Linked DNA regions of Mus musculus: region 1 is linked to region 2. Evidence: chromatin contacts called from public Hi-C data. All regions are on one chromosome and are shown on one strand. Each heading gives the region's core, a stretch centred on a gene start, on an enhancer-like site or on the middle of the called end of the contact. The rest is flanking DNA. Distances are from core to core; before and after follow the strand shown. Region 1 has its middle 70 kb from the start of Pou1f1. Region 2 has its middle 140 kb from the start of Pou1f1.

Region 1 (2,700 bases), core at 110-2,609, 72 kb after region 2:
AGTGGCCACTACCTATATCATTTTTTTATTGGATCTCTCATTGGTAGGGTCATATTTTTTGTTTGTTTAGAAAGACATTTCTGGTCATATTAGCACCTGTGAGGACCAACAACTCAAACAAACAAATAGACCAAAAACTTATGATAAATGCTTAAGTTCCTGCTTCCTAGTAAGAGTCTATTTTAGAATTCAGTATTATGAGTTTTAGATCTAGAATTCAATAAAAAGTTGTTTTGATATTTTACAATTTACATTTACAAATGTTAAAACATAAAAAGTAAACTAGTAATCATAAAATCAGAAAATAAGGAAGCACTCACTCATGCATTGTTTGTTTTCATATCAAAACAATATTTTATCTAATTCTAAGCAGTGAAATAAATAGTAATATAAATTGTTTTCCCCTTTTACTTTTTAGAGTATAAGGTATTATTCAAATATTATGTGTTAATATCAAACAATTACCAGGAACTTGACTTGGATATTGGTCTTTGTTTCTTAACTAAATAGTGAATTTAGGGAAAATGAATGTAGGAAGAGGATTGCAGAGCATATTTTGAAGAGGGGTCTTCAGCAAATCATCACACAGAAGAACAGACATAATTTAGGAGATTTAACAAAAGGAACCCAAAGTACAGTTAAAAGCACCCGCTCGAGTTGGACACTGTGCCCCTTCTTAGAATTGGGAACAAAACACCCATGGAAGGAGTTACAGAGACAAAGTTTGGAGTTGTGACAAAAGGACTGCCATATCCAGGGATCCACCCCATAATCAGCTTCCAAACGCTGACACCATTGCATACACTAGCAAGATTTTGCTGAAAGGACCCAGATATAGCTGTCTCTTGTGAGACTATGCCGGGGCCTAGCAAACACATAAGTTGATGCTCACAGTCAGCTATTGGATGGATCACAGGGCTCCCAATGAAGGAGCTAGAGAAAGTACCCAAGGAGCTAAAGGGATCTGCAACCCTATAGGTGGAGCAACATTATGAACTAACCAGTACCCAGGAGCTCTTGACTCTAGCTGTATATGTATCAAAAGATGGCCTAGTCGGCCATCACTGGAAAGAGAGGCCCATTGGACAAGCAAACTTTATATGCCCCAGTACAGGGGAATGCCAGGGCCAAAAAAATGGGAATGGGTGGGTAGGGAAGTGGGGGAGAGGGTATGGGGGACTTTTGGGATAGCATTGGAAATGTAATTGAGGAAAATACGTAATAAAAAAAAATATTAAAAATTTTTAAAAAAAGCACCCACTTTTTTTGTTGAACTTCACTAAAAATAGTTTCAGGGCTGTATGAAATGGAAATCAAAACAGGAAGTGAGTCATGGATTGTGCAAACCAGGAATTCGGGACGCAGATTGAGTAGGTCATTCAGGGTCAGAAGCAGGGACAATCATATCAGGAGAGCCAATGGAAATGATTTAGGCGTTGAAAGTTTAACAAAACAAAAGGCCAAGGCTCAGAAAGGTAAAACGAAGCCATTGAAGTATTTAACAGGAAGTGTTTCCTAAGAAAACTTGCAGAGAAACTCCTTATCTGGTTCCATGGAGAATGCTGGCTAGAAGGGAGAGGATGGGAAAACAGGAAGAGGCAGTCCAGATGACTTGGAAGCAATGCATGCTGGTCTCATTCCACTGGATTTCTGCTCTCTTTCTTTCCTCAAGCTTTCTCCTCAGTCTGCCTCTTCACTGTGGAGGACACCAAGGCTCAGGGCATTCTCCTTTGTCTTTTTCCATGCTGTTTCAATAGTTATATCAATTTGAAATTATTTATTATTTTTTGCAATAGTTCTCAAGTGCATACTTCTAACTCAGACCTTCTACCCGAAGAGGCTCAAAGATAAAGCTCTATTTTAATTCCTCAATCTCTCTCTCTCTCTCTCTCTCTCTCTCTCTCTCTCTCTCTCTCTCTCTCTCTCTCTCTCCCTCTCTCTCTCTCTCTCCCTCTCTCTCTCTCTCAGGGGGTTCTGTCTGTCTGTCTGTCTGACTATATGTCTTCCAAATACCTGAAATTTTTTTGGAAATCCTACTGGCTCTGTTTTAAGATGTATTCAAAGTCCAAGCATCCCAGATCGCCACTGTTGATATCTCAGTGTGAGATCCACAGGAGCAATTCTCTGTTGCTGGTCTATCTGCTTTAGCCCCAATGACCAAGTCTAGGCGAGGAACCAAATGTAGTGTTTAAATATTTGTTATAACGTTATTCCACAAAACTCTCATATATTTATAGCTGTTGTGCATGTATGCCTGTGGAAGAGAGACAGGGGTACATGTAAGCTCATGTAGTGCACACACGGCACTACAGACATGTGGAGGACAGTTGACAACTTTTTAAGAGTTGCTCCTCCTTTTTCCCTTGCTTGAAGTAGGATCTCTCATTGTTTCTGCCATTGGACCATGAACTCCAGGCTAGCTGGCCTCAGAGCTCCTTGATGATTCTCTTATCCTTGGCCCCCGCAATGTTGATGTAGTGCTGGGGTGTGTGTTGTCACATCAGATTTTGCTGTGTCCTGGGATCTGAACTTTGACCGTCAGGCTTCTACTGTGATTACTTTTACCCTGGTCTCTGTTATCATCTTCCTTTGCATTGTGCTGATCACAGGCTAAGATCAAATTCCACAAAGGTCAACCTCCTGAAGAATGTCAGTTTCCATATTGCTCAGCATCCACTATCTTTCTCTGTATAGGAAATT
Region 2 (2,700 bases), core at 66-2,565:
GCATTAAGACTTAATGATATTAATAAATTCATTAGAGCTTTCCATCAATGTTGTTGGTGTTTTCCTTAATCTGTTTAACTTTCTTCAAGCATGACGTGACATTAAAATCTCTAATAACTCACATTTTACTTTTAGTGACTTCCCTATTTATCATTTTTAGGGATATTCAAGAATATTTCTTGGGTGTTTGTTAAATAGAATAAGATAGAGGAAGAGTGACTGATCAAAAGAGGAAGAGGTTTAAAAATTAATAATGAGTTTATGCTCAGATGATTCATTAATCTTTGACAACTAACTTATGTCGAGACACCACCTTAACCTGTAGGTGCATATTATCTTAAGCTAGGAAAATGTCCTTCATACAAATCAACCACATGCTGAACTATGGGTGAGTTTCAATAAATTCCAAAAGATTGGTAGCATATAACTCATGTTTACCAGTTACAAAAAATCAAGTCAGATATAGATAGTAAAAACGGAAAAAAGAACAATCTATTTGGAAATTAAAGAACACGGTTAAGTAAAATGAGAAAGAGGCAAATTCCTAAAGTAGATACCAGAAAACACTTAAAATTGGATTATTATATATAATATACATAACAAAGTATGTATATGTATATACATGTGTATATGTACATGATATATACATATACATCATATACACATACATATATATATATATATATATATGTATATATACATGCTGTGTGATATAGGCTAAAGCAATTTTAGGACACAACTTATAACTATTAAAAATACCAAAACTTGAAAGTTAATTAGCTAAATATAAAAATGGCAAAAGACTAATGCCAAATTTAGTAAAAAGGCAAAAGAATTAAATTTACATAGTTAATTAGTGAAAGAAAATAAGATACAATATCAGCAAACTTAATAAGATTTGAAAATGATAATTAAGCTGGTGGAACTGTGGAAAGCAGATAACAAAGTATCACAGTTGAACAAAGTTAAGGCTAAAGCCCTCTGACTCCGAAGATGCTGCCTGCTGAGATTAGATGAGAAATGGAAACTGATTGAATTTGAAAGGCCTATGAGTGTTTCACTGGTGACTTCACACAGCAAGGCCCATAGAAACCCCTTCCCACTTGGCAAAGACCTGTGAATGAATTCTATGTTCTTCTTCGGACTCATTCAAGGAGTGAAACCCTCCTCTCCTCTCTCTAACCCTACTCATCCTCCAGATGTGACAGTTAATCCTGGGTAATTTGGGAAACATACTTATGTCCCTAGAGGCACAGCTACAGTCACACTGAGTAAGCTGGTCACAGTGTGGAGAACAACGGTCCTGGCTCACATAACTGTTTCAGGAAGCTGGGTCTGATCAACAGCGACCTATAAAATGGGGAAGTTGTATCTGATCAACAGAGACTTAATCAGGAATTAGTGGATGCATATCAGGAAAAGTTGCTTGGTACATGAACATGTCTCTGCCTGCAGTGATAAAAGGTATTGTGACAGAGAACTGCTATTGTGACTGGGGGTGGGGGAAACTAATGTTAAATTTTAGTTGCAGAGTATGGTTGAGGGTATTTGTGTGACTGACCCAGAGGGAGAGGGAAAGGAGGAAGGGGGCTTTTGTAATGATAAGGCTTATGTATACTGACATTATGATTCTTTAAATAAAATAGCCAATTATTTCACTGCTCAGGTGAGTAGGCTTGAGATTGTATAAATAACAATAGTTCAAGATATTTTGGGCAACTGGATTGATAGTCAACAGGTGGTCAATGTCTTTAGTCTTTCCAATATGTCTGTCCTCAGGTTCCAGACCCCTGCTAAAGCACTGGTCACAGGCAATGGAATACCTGACCATACAGAACGTTACAGTTTTTCAGAACATCAGAGAAAACTAGAAAAAAACAACTTCATAAGCACTATAAAATCAAAAGAGAAAAAATTCTGGAAGATGTCATAATTAATAAATTTAACTCCAAAATGAAAAAAAAAAAGTCTAATCTCAAATAAGTTCTTCCAGGGTATAAAAAGCGATGGGGCTGAGCAAACACAACAGCTGTCAGGGACGGATCATATGGAAGAAAAGTCACTGATTTTACTTATGGGCATTCAGTGAGGCAAAATATTTGAAACCAAATCTATTTATATTTAAAACAGACAGTGCATTGTGACCTAGTTAAGTTTATCTCAGTATGACATAATTGGCAGTTGTGTTATTTTTCCTTGGGAAGTGAAACACAACATCTATTCACCACAGATAAAGCAGGCTTTGAGAGGACAAACAAAAGATGCTCTCCCAGCCCAGGTTTTGAGCCTTTACTGGGCTCATTGGTGCATGGACGGTTCAGAAAAGCTGCTCCATCTGGAAGTCCCTCTTGGGACTTACCAGCAGCCATAGTACAGAGAAAATCTCTCTGCTGCCAATGGGGAAGGAGTGTCCATTGAGAATCCATACCAGGAAAATAGAAGACCATTGATGAAGGATGTGCTAGAATTTCTATTTTATGTCCTGAACATAATAAGAGGCGAGAGCAGCAAAATGAGCAATATTCTTACTTTTAAGTGGAACCCCTGATTTTGCTCAAGAGGTTTGAACAAAAAAAGTGATACAAACCCCACAAATTAGTGTTAGAGAATAACCATTAAAGGAGTTGGAGCGTAAGAGTGATGTGCAAATACATCTTTACTGGTCTTAGGGAAAATGGATGATGCTATTTCTTGGAAAGC

Evidence for each region. Hi-C and Micro-C count contacts between places; a contact is called where the count stands out from the background.
Region 1: a contact with region 2 is called in a Hi-C map of bone marrow-derived macrophages, with 37 read pairs. The contact joins two enhancer-like sites. A contact is called at or near these places in 16 of 484 Hi-C or Micro-C datasets (the 63-12 cell line, the G1E-ER4 cell line, bone marrow-derived macrophages and 12 more) and 6 of 115 datasets of contacts at active chromatin or transcription factors (a beta-TC-6 cell line, bone marrow-derived dendritic cells, embryonic stem cells and 1 more).

What each region holds. Positions count from the first base shown.
Region 1 is chr16:65,449,527-65,452,226 of GRCm38.p6, forward strand. No RefSeq gene overlaps it. Among named protein-coding and RNA genes, the nearest start is that of Pou1f1, 70 kb to the right of the region's middle. Within about 2 kb of position 1,360, at least 27 of the 459 cell types and tissues checked have an H3K27ac peak or open chromatin away from gene starts, as enhancers often do. A contact at or near this core is called in bone marrow-derived macrophages, where this site is marked.
Region 2 is chr16:65,377,151-65,379,850 of GRCm38.p6, forward strand. No RefSeq gene overlaps it. Among named protein-coding and RNA genes, the nearest start is that of Pou1f1, 140 kb to the right of the region's middle. Within about 2 kb of position 1,316, at least 19 of the 459 cell types and tissues checked have an H3K27ac peak or open chromatin away from gene starts, as enhancers often do. A contact at or near this core is called in bone marrow-derived macrophages, where this site is marked.